Linked DNA regions of Gossypium hirsutum: all the other regions are linked to region 1. The links are chromatin contacts, called in public Hi-C maps. All regions are on one chromosome and are shown on one strand. The core of a region is the stretch at or near the end of the contact, and the rest is flanking DNA. Distances in the headings are between cores, read along the strand shown. Region 1 holds the start of LOC107951825. Region 2 holds the start of LOC107890445 (SNF1-related protein kinase regulatory subunit beta-2). Region 3 holds the start of LOC107954942.

Evidence for each region. A called contact is a pair of places that touch in the nucleus more often than the background predicts.
Region 2: a Hi-C map of leaf shows a contact between it and region 1, with 3 times the contacts expected there. The contact joins the promoter of LOC107890445 here to the promoter of LOC107951825 in region 1. A contact is called at or near these places in 7 of 34 Hi-C or Micro-C datasets (callus, hypocotyl, leaf and 1 more).
Region 3: a Hi-C map of leaf shows a contact between it and region 1, with 2.8 times the contacts expected there. The contact joins the promoter of LOC107954942 here to the promoter of LOC107951825 in region 1. A contact is called at or near these places in 2 of 34 Hi-C or Micro-C datasets (both in leaf).

Annotation. Positions count from the first base shown.
Region 1 is chrA07:91,465,961-91,469,875 of Gossypium_hirsutum_v2.1, reverse strand. It overlaps LOC107951825, which reads right to left and starts at 2,500. Exons shown (of 1, transcript XM_016886969.2): 1 at 456-2,500. The coding sequence starts at 1,283. The coding sequence ends at 591.
Region 2 is chrA07:91,315,638-91,319,476 of Gossypium_hirsutum_v2.1, reverse strand. LOC107890445 (SNF1-related protein kinase regulatory subunit beta-2) reads left to right here and starts at 2,098. Exons shown (of 6, transcript XM_016814862.2): 1 at 2,098-2,433; 2 at 2,608-2,771; 3 at 3,194-3,349. The coding sequence starts at 2,430.
Region 3 is chrA07:91,246,703-91,250,438 of Gossypium_hirsutum_v2.1, reverse strand. LOC107954942 reads right to left here and starts at 2,438. Exons shown (of 1, transcript XM_016890636.2): 1 at 1,480-2,438. The coding sequence starts at 2,252. The coding sequence ends at 1,698.

The DNA of each region.
Region 1 (3,915 bases), core at 1,251-3,750:
CACTACCTAGAGCTAGCTACAATTATATCAACAAGCACATACAGTTAAGCCTCTCAAAGCCATTTCTGGCTTCATTTAATTAATGTTAACATATCAAAACTAAACACACATATATAAAGCAACTTCAGATATATTATAAATAGCCTTTTTCATAATCAATCCAAACAATGTTTGAGTTTGACACTGTACTGACCAATGATTGCATTATTTCAGCTGACTTGTCTCCAGGGATTTAAGATCAAAGATCAGATCAGATGATGATAAATAGATGTCCAGAAAAAAATTAAGGAAAAGAATGTGCAAGTGGAAGCTCCATCAAACTGTCTACTTTTGATTACTTTAATGAGCATTAAGGGTGATGCAGTACCACAAGTTCTTTATGGGAGGGTATCCAAAGTTCTGAATAATATTAGCACATGAAATTAATATCACTATATATATATTAGCACATGACATGGCAGCATAGAATATTGCTGGGATATTAGATTGCTAAACTTGTAAAAGTTACACCAAATCCATATGGATCAAAAAAGAAAAAAAAAAAAGAAAAAGAAACTTGGAACATTTGGTAAATAGAAATGTAATCTTAATTAGGCTTCAATCTCAAACCTTGAATACTTGATGGAGCCCATGGATATGTCAATCTCTATCAGGTTTTCCTCCTCATTCATGTCGTTCAACTCTGCTAAAAGCTCCATTAAACTCCGTTGCTGGAAAATAGATTCCGGCATGAATTCCGGCAATTTCTGCTGCATACTACCATACTTATTGTTTGGCTGGTATTGTCCTCCTGGAAGGGAGATTTCAATGAGACTATCCTCGTCGTCCGACCAATCTGGGGTTCCATCCCTGTTATCCCGGAACGACCAGTCCACTTCGGAATCTTCAGTGGTTGACAACTGATCATCATTAACGCATTCGTTTTCAGACAGGACATCTGGTGATTTGGCTATGCAGTCATGGATCTGATGATCATATGAAGCACCTTCCTGATCTTCTGAGTTTTGCTTATTAAGTTCACCTTCAGGCTGTATTTGAGGTGAGCTTTCCTCAACAGATTTATGAATATCTTCTACTGATTCCACCACCAACTTCAGTTTACTCTTAGATAATATGAAGACAACAGTTGACAAGATCAAGACTGTAGATGTGAAGAAGATGGATAAGGACCCAAAGATCAAAAAACTAGCAGATGTTACCAGTGGGGCAAGAACAACAACCCATGACACTGGGTTTTTGAGGAGAAACAAACAAGGACCCATTTGATCATGTCCCAACTCCATGGACTAGAAAAAAAAAGGCTCTTATATATCACTAAGGTTAACTATACAAGGAAAAAGAAAACAGCAAGGTTTCAGGCTGTGGGATCAGAGAAGAGCATATATGGATGAACTTGTAAACTTAGTTCTAGATTTTCAGAATAAAGGACATATGCAGAAGCAAGAAGACACATATCCAAAATAAGGAAGGGGTTTCATAGATAAAAAAAAAGCCAGGAAAATAAGAAGGGGTTTTAGTAGGAGATAATGTATGAATCAGCAGTTCATCTAAATAGTAGTACCCAAAAGGGAAAGAAGGAAAACCAGGTAGCCAGTTTTGCCTGTAATCTCAATCTGCTCAAGGGAAAGAGGGAGTGGTTTGCAAAAGAGGAAGCATATGCAAGTTGAATATAAAAAAAAAATGTTATTGGATTACATAATTTGGACTGTGCAAAATAAGACTAAATTTCTAGGCTGTTTCTCTCATTCACACTTCACTCATCACCAATTCCCAAAAGCGTCCCAATTGCTTTACTATATATATTAAACACACAAATCAGGTGACCTTCCCTACTGCAACTGATTCTCTTGGAAACCACAAAACCCTTTGTTTTCCCTGTATTGATAATTTGATTTACAGTCTCAAAGCTTGGAAATGAGAGAAGCCATGTGCAGACATCTGAACTCACCACATGGCACTTTCCCTCCAATTTCAGGGGGTTGTGAAAACAAAGAGTATTATTATAATATTTCTCTTCTGCCAACCCCAAGAGTCAAGAACCCTATTATCTAAAACCAGAACACCCAAACCAGAAGCTTCACTACAACAGTGAAAAAACAAAAGAAACACCATTAATGCATTCCTCAACTTTGAACCACCAATCGCATTAAGAGACAGCTTTTTCTTATGAATGCTTTATCTAAAAATCTCTTAGAAGAAGAAATAAAAAAGACAGTTGATTCTTCCTTTGAAACTTTAACAGTAACAAGTTTTGACATCAAAACTTTATATGCAATTATTAAAAAAAAAACTATTAGTAATTAATAAAGAATCCATACTTATTTGCAAGACTGCAGTTAAAATCTTCATCAAAAGGCTAGAGAGATCAGGGAGAAGAAAAGTTGAATTAGGGCTTAGGAGGACCTTTAATGACCCTCTAGGCAAATAAAAGGAAGAATGAATAATATTCACTGTATATTTGACAACTTCAACTGTTCAAAGTACTTGAAATGTAATCTGGATTACAACAAGCAGATCAGTTTGAGTCAAAATCAAAAGGATTCCCACTATCCCCTATTGAAAGTTTTATTTTGTTTATTAGTACTAGCTAACTACTACTGTTACTGTTGTGTTTGATTTAGGGCAAAGTCTGCCATTTGCACAGACAAATTGTAGTGCTCCTTTGAGTAGCTGAAATAATAAAATTATTTATACGCAAATGAGTAAAAGAAATCCTTTTTTTTTTCATTTTCTTTTCCCTAATTTCTTTAATTAGTAGGGCAAAAAAGGTTCTTTCCAAGCCATTTGCCAAATACCAAGAGAAAGAAAAAAAGAGAAAAGCTACTTCCCACTTATAAATATATACCAAGAAACTATATAATATTGAAACAAACTAAACATTAGCCTTATAGTCTTTCAAATATCTTCTCCTGCTTTTGTTTTTCTTTTAAAAGCAAATGCGTTATTCATTCATTCTCATAAAAGAGGTGATCAAACAAGTAGCATATTAAAATAAGAACAGTCTTCGGAAAAAGCTCAAATATAATTGTGCCATTGACACTCTTGAAATGTTTCAAGCTCTGGGGAACTTGTCTTCAACTTCAATTTTGTTAAGCATCATGTATTAAAAAAGTTATAACATGGTTTGAACCAAGTTTTTGGGTGATACAGTTAAAAATATTTGCATCGGATAAATTAATGAAGAGTTTGGTTTAAGGCTATATATGGCGAAGGAAATGCCTGTATGTACCCTACAAAAGCTTAGCAGGACCACCTAGTGTCTCGCTTAAAGCACTGCAACGCCGTCGGCTCCACCCTAAATGACACTATATTGTAAAATATTGGCAGGTCTTTCTAGTTTTGTTTCATCGAAAGTGCGTGGGTTCTTGCGGTATGCCCTACACTTGTTCAAATCATGATTATGATGATATGAATTAGGAGCTTTGCGCTTTTCCTTTTTAACCTCATGCTGGGCTTATAATTATGGCTTTTCACTTTGTAAAGGCTCGGAAAATGAAGTTAAACAATGACACATTTTTATTCATCATCCAACCTCCATTTTGCTCTAACTGGCCTAGGCAGTCTGTTTATATCAGCAACCATCCTCATGTCTCTTAAATATTCAATAAATTGAAAGTTTTGCTGAGAAAAATGATTTTTTTAATTATAAATTCGTTTGATTGTTAAAAAAAATAAACTATTTAATAATTATAAATGTTTATTGATAATAAGGCATAAATATACTAGATTAATCTTTAGGCCTTTTCTTTTAAATATATAGTTTCTTTACACTAGAAAACCATTAAAATAAATACAATTAGATTTTGGTACACTCATAATCTCGGAACAAAAAATAATTATGTAATTAATATATTTTTAAAATTAATATAAAAAATAATTAAAGCTTTGATTGAAATCGTAAAGAAAGATGTTAAA
Region 2 (3,839 bases), core at 849-3,348, 150 kb after region 1:
TGGTGTGTAGGTTTGGATGGGCCTTTCGAGGTCCTAATTGGTGTGTTTGGTTGGATGAGCTTTAACAGTTCTTTTGGGGTGTGATCGGGGGATGGAGAGGTGTGTTGGCTGGATGGGTTGTTTTTTTATTTGACTGCATTTTATTTGCATCTGTCTATGAGTTCTGACTGTAAGATATGTTGATTATATTCTGTTGTCTGAACATCATTTGTGCTGAATATTTGAGTGAACTTGATATACTATGTTTGTTAAGTTCTGTTGGAACGTTAGTTCCAAGTGTGCTTCCTGACACTAAGAGTAACTAAAAATCTGTTGTTCTATTGGATTGCGTTATAAATTCCTGTTTTTAGTTCTATTTCAGACTCACACTGAGCTTAAGTAGCTCATCCTCTCTTAGTGTTTCCCTTTTATGTACACTTTCGTTTTCTACAGTTGGACTCAGTAAGTCGGAGGTCTCAGAATCATCGCGTTTTTCTTTAACTGGTTAATAATCAATTCTTTTAATCTGAGTTTTATGTAAACGGTTGTAGATTGTAATTTCTGTTTTAAACACTATGGTATGAAATGTTTTGAATTAAATTGGTTGAATTAAAATACCTTGCGTTGAATAATGGGATTTGATAACTAAAAAGTTTTACATAACTTAAATAAACTGGGTGTTTTCTAACTAGATAACTAAAATTTTACGTAGATCTCTTCAGTGATCAATGTATCGTCCGAGATCCAATCTAAATTCCTAGACTGGGTTCGAGTGTTACAGTCTAGGAAGCGATACCAAAATCATAAAAACAAGCAATTCTTCAGAAAGCTTGATCTTAAGTGCCTTAAGTATTGAAGCAACCTTAAGTATTAAAGCAACCTTTACCCTTATACTTCACAGGCATCAAAGAAGTCAGAAATGATGTCATCTCAACCTTAAGTATTAAAGCAACCTAGAACATCTCCATAAGCTTTCCATGCCTTCTCATCTAGAGACTTAATAAACACTCTTATTCATTCTTTTCAGTAGGCATAGTTGAAGTCATCTAACATAGGGGATCTGGGAATTGAGCTACCTTCCATTTTTGAGCATTTTAAAAGTAACATCCTTACATGACATGTGAGGTGTCTAGTTTTGATAACAATTCATAGTGTTGAGTATTGTATTGGGAGTTGCAACTAAAGATACAACTAGAACTAAAAAATAAGAACAAAGAATACAAGAATTGTTTATATAGTTCGAAACCCTTTCCTATGTTAGTGGGGGCATTGCCCAACGAGTATTCCAATATGAATTACTAGTACAATATGTGATTTAAACTCAATTCACCCGCCATGTAGCAAATGTGCTAGTGGTAATGAGTAGTGCTTTAAAGGAGAAAGAAGAAAATGTATTGTTTAATGATGTATATGCTCGTTTAAGAGAGTTGAGCTTCTTTGCTAATAAATGAGTAGTATTTCTTTGGACAACATTTAAATTTATAATTTTTAAATAATTTTTATAATATTATAACTTTTTATATTTTTTAATTTTTATATTTCTTTAAATTTTAAAATTTTAATTTTTTTTACATGCCATATATATTTTTTTATCTGAAATAAAAAGAAGGGATTGTCTAGAATTAAATTAAGAACTAATACCAATAAAAATTTAAACAATGGAAGCCATTTATTATTACATTAATAATTAGTTGACAAGAAAACATCATTATTTTAGAATCAAATGAATTGATTAAATTAAAAATTAATTAAGGTATCAATTTGGAATAAGAAATTAGATCAGTTGACTTACAAAATGAATTGATTGAATCGTATTTTAATATTTATAAATTTTTAATAATTTATTTAATTAAATGATTTGATGAATTTTTAAAAATTAAATTGATGTGGCAGGATATTAAAAGTTTAGAGGGGCGTGACCAGAATCAAATTATGAACAGGTGTACAGGAAGGCATTGTTGAGTAATTAAAAACAAAGATAAAATATGAAATGGGAATGTAGGAGACGTGGCAGGAGATGATTCCCGCAAGGCATCAACCGTAAAGAAGGGCACAACGTGTATAGGGGAACAGTTGGGTTATTGTGGACAAAAGGCAGAAACAACATTCTTTTGAGCCAACCATCATGACTTGGTTGGTCCATGACTTCTCCATTTATACTATAAGGATCTTTCTTCCAAACTCATTGGAGAATATTATAAATAATTTCACTTTTCATTATTCACTTGTTTCCGCTTTTTCTTTTTTTTTTCAACTCATCCAGAAGTGAGTGAGAGAAATGGAGTAGACAAGTAGCACTTTCCCATTAAGACCTCCATCAATCAATCAAATGCTCATATAAATAATTAATAAAGAAAATTACATTAATGTAAAGTTGCAGAAATTATGGTGCTTTCCCTTGACTTGTTCCTTTGCTTGCTTTCTTGTGATTGTGCAGTCCAGTTACACTCATGGGTGAGTAAAGTACCCCCCTCCCCTTCTAAAGCATCGAGTATATTTGATCAGTTCTGCTTTTTTGGTTTTTCTGGGTTTTTTTTGGTTCCATGGGGAGTGATGGGTTTTTGTGGTTTAATAGAAATTGTTGAGACTATTTAACTAATTTGAGGTGTTTCTTACTTGTTTTTAAAGTAATGGGAAATGTTAGTGGTAGAGATGATGGTGAAGGAGGTTCAGGAGCAAAGAAGAATGGAAATGAAGTGGATAATGAGCAATTTAATTCAGACCCAATGCTTCACTCCCCTCCACATAGTCCTAATGAGTCTTATCAGCCTCCTTTCCTTTTCCCTCCACAGGTTAGTTCTTTATTCTTCTTTTCTCTTCCTTGTTTGGTAGGGTTGAATTGAAGGGTGGAATAACATGAGGACAGACTTGATTCAGTGAAGCATGTATATATATATATATATAGTTTAAGTTTGGGAACATGAATATGAGAATTTGTATTTGGATTTAATTATTAGAATGAAATGCTTACCTTGGAAAATACTAGATTTTTTGTTAATGAAAAAGATTGATATTAGATCTAAATTTGATACTGGATTAGACTTATCTCTAAAGCAAAGGGAAAAGAAACCCTCTATAGAGATTTAGTGCCACTACATTGCTATGCCCAGAAATTGACATCTGAAGTGCTTGTTCATGATATGGAATATATAAATGCAATATATATTAACTGAAAGAAAGACCACTAACATCTGTATTGAATTTGTATGTTTAGATCCCTATGTTTCCCTGGCTAAGATCTGCTGAAATGATCCAAACTCAAACTCAAAATGATATGTTAATGCAAAACACTACGCGGTACGAAGATATCCGTAGTGAGAATAACTTGCCATGGGAATACAACGATTCAGGCAGAGCTCCGGATTTACAGGTATTCTGAAGCTTCTTTTCTAAATCTTTGCCATGTTGGTAATAAGTGGGTAATTGTGTTAGCCACCATTTCATCTCATTCTATTTTTGCCTTTTCCATTGCTTACTTGGACAGAATCTTTAACTTTTCCTACAAAGCAAGTGGTCTCAGGACATAGAATTTTGGAACCATAATAAGTTTCTTGATTCTATTTTGACCTAACTTAGAGTTGAAATCATACGCAAATAAATATTGATGTTTTGAATTAGTATTCAACTTTAGGCCTGTTTAATCTTGGTTTTGGCTGTTTAAATCAAAGTTATCAAATTAGTTTTTGGAACCAAAGTAAAAATCTCCATAGTAGGTGATTTGATTTTTTTTTAAAAAAAAAAAAAAAACTGGGTTTGAATTAAAATTATGAAAATATCTTTATTTATAATTCAACCCTTAACCAAAATATATGATTTAGTTGCACTGAAGTGTAATTCCTTAAAATATTTCCATATTCAGT
Region 3 (3,736 bases), core at 1,189-3,688, 220 kb after region 1:
GCATTCAAACTTTTAACTTTCCTTGTTCAACAAATATATAGCTACCTTTAACGAAAACCAGACAGACATGTGTTCACTGTTTTCAAGTGTTTATATTGTCCTCTTTTGCATGACTTACAAGTCAACTATGCAATTGCTTGGTTATAAAGTAACGACCCTGTTCACATTCATAAGCCCAAGGGCAAACACAATCATAAAATCCTGTAGGAAACAAATTAAATGAATTTAAGATGCCCTCAGCTTATAACCCTCATCTTTGCCACCAAACTCATAGTTTAAAACTTTAAAATTTTTAGCTTATATCTCGTATTAATTTTGCACTTCTGCCGTTAATTAAAATAATCAATTAAGTCCCTCCGTTAACAGTTTTTGTCATTGACAATGTTGACCATTAAAATAAATCGACGGACCAACCAAATAGTGACATGTGACACCTCCTAGTTTAATCTAATATTTTTCTCATAAAAATATTTAAAAAAATCAAAAAAATAAGAAAAGTTATAATAAAATAAGAATATTAAATATAAAAAAATATAAAATATAAAAATATATTAAATTTGATATAAACTTATTAAAATTAATAAAACTTATTTAAAATTGAAAAATATGTATTAGAATTCTTAAAAAATAAAAAATATATATTAAAATTGATATAAACTTATAAAAAGTATTAAAAAATTATAAAAATTTGAACTAGACTGGTTAGCCCAAATTGGCAAGGGTACCGAACTGGGGAAAGCCATTAGATCGGTTAACCTGGGAATCAAGCGGTTGAACTGTTTGTTCTTTTTTAAATATTTTTGTCAAACCAAAATTTCATTATTTAACTATTAGCATATATCAAAATGAAATTCTCTAAACAAGGTTTTCAGAACCGAACCAGTGGTCTAACCGATCAAGCCATCGATTTGTCAGTTCGAATGATTTGTCCAATTCAATTAAATAGAACATTAAAAAATAAAAAAAATATGTTAAAAAATAAAAAAATTTGGTTCAATCGTCTAGTTCCTAGGTCAATTGGTCTAATTGCTTTCTCTAAATCGATACCCTGGCCGGTTTTGGTTTAATCGGTCCAACTGAGTAATTTGGTCCAATTTAAGTTTTTATGATTTTTTATAAGTTTATATCAATTTTTTTATAATTTTTATGATTTTCATAAAAATATTAAATATTTTAAAATATGTTTTATTAATTTTATAAAATTTATTAGAATTTTTATAACATTATAATAGTTGTTATAAGTTACTTTTGATATTCATATTCTTTTATAATTTTTATGAGGTAAAAGTTATTACATGTCATAATTTAATTGGTCTATCAATTTATTGTAAGAATGAATGTGATTAATAAGAAAACTAATTGATTATTTTAATTAGGATTGAGTGCTAATTATTATTTTATTATTTTGCATTTTCTTAGGAGATTCTTTTATGGTTGTTAATTAATTAGGTTGACTAAACTCTTTTAACATATAAAATATGCTCCAAAAACTTAATTATATTTTCAAACAGCAAAGTTTGGTTACCATTATCAGATGCCAATCCATGATTATTTGCATCCCTGTATTTAATTTACACACACCAAAATTTTGAAGGAAACTCAGAAATAATTTCTGAGAAAAAAATATAACTGGGAACCAAATTATTGTCAAAATTAGGAGCTTTCAAGAGGCAAGCAACGAGTTGCAAGAAATTCTGCTATTGAGCCATAATCACTTGGCGAGCTTCAAATTGAATCCCTTCTTTCATCTTTCTAATAAAATCTTCACATTTCTTGTTTAGCTCTTCATTACTCATCCATCCAAGTTCTTCATCTTCATCCTCCTCCATTGATCTGTCTTCTTCACCTTCATTTTCTACAACCAAGGGCACATCTTCTTCTCTTTGATCAAATTCTGCAACAACGTTGGGATTTAAATTGGACCCTTTTGGTTCTGATGGTTCAACCTCTAATTTACTGATCTTCACAGCCTTTTCAGCTTGAACATCAGTCTCTACACAACTACTACCGATCAAACCCGAGCTGGTGGCAATGAAAACAAGCAGCCCATTGCAGAGCAGAAACATGTAATTCTTGCCTGCACTGGAACCAAGGAGTTGTAAACCATATGCCAAAGCTTGGAAGTTACACATAAAAGGGTAGGATAATATAACAGAAAGAAGTGAAAATGGGAGAAAAATCCTGGTGAGTAGCTTCACCAAATGAGAGGTGGTGATCAATTGAATTCTCTGTTTTTTGTTTGGAATCTCCATACTTGTTATCTTCTCTGTTGGGCTATGAAAAAGGGATTTGAAGAGAAGGAAAGCGGAAGCTTTTGGAGATTAGGTAGGTACTTGACATAAGCTAAAAGGAGAGGCCAAAGCTTTATATAAGAAGAGTTGGGTACCTACTTCCTGGAAACTAACCCTTCTTCTCATCCAAATGATGTATGGGTTAGAGAATTACTTCTTTCGTCTGTATAGTATTCAATTTCAATCAAGTCTACCATCCCCTTTTTAACCTTACTTTGCTTTTTTAATCTACTCTCCTTAACTTTTAAAAGATATTATTAATAAAGTGTTTTTGAAAAGAAAATGTGATTTATTGAAAGTGTTCTGTATTGTTGCCAAAAATTATGATTAAAAATTAAAATAATTCTTTTAAACATAATGTTAACAAGAAAAAAATTAAAATCGTATAATAACAATTAATACTAATTCTATCAATAAATACAATTTTAAAACTTCAAAACCAACACAATTACTATTAAATTAGTTAATTTAAATAATATTTAAGTAATTTAATTTAAGAATATACATAATATATTAGATAATATTAATATAATAATCTATGATTCTTTAAAACAATTTTATGCATTTAAGCAATTTAAATATTATCAAAATAATATATCATAACATTTTCTAGTTAAAGTTAATTCATTAAACTACCAGCAATGAAATCATTAGACAGACGTTTTAAAAAGGCAAAATTTTCGAAAATTATGAAAATTTTAGCTACCTCTCCTCCAAATTCTTGAAAATTCTCATTATACTTTTTATTTTTTTTTAAATTTTAATTAAATTTACTTAAAATATTTAAAATTTCTCATTAAACTCTTAAAATTTTTGAAAATTTTACTAGACTCTACTAAAACATAATCCCAGGATCCACCGCTGAAATATGTGTATCAATTGGAGATATTCACATGCAACCATAACATTCTGAGTTGGGACACTTTTTCTTTTGATGTAAAGAATTTGTTCATTTGGTGGAAGAATAGTTGAAATATGTGTATCAAGCATAATTTTGTCTCGTAAGTTGTTTATACAATGCGAAGTAGGCAATGTTAAATTCGTTTTTTTTATTTATCTATTATTTATTTGATTTTTTTGTGAATTATAATAATAAAGTAAAACTCGAACAACAAACACAACTAGCTCAACAAATACCCTTAATCATCGTACCATCACATGAGTTCATAGAAATATATAATTTTAAATTTATAAAGATACATTGTTTAATAACAAAAATGTAGAAAATCACGCGTGACATTAAAAGCAAGTATACAAGACTTAAAAATTTTCATGCATAGAAATCCTTAATAACCAATCTTACCTTGTATGATCATATATAGAAACGATTCACTAAGATAAACACTTTGCTTTGAGTGTAGGCTGACAGTACTCTGTTTTGCCAATCCCATATATGCATGTGAAAATAATGGCAAAAACTAAGAACCACTGCCCATGCTCCTCTT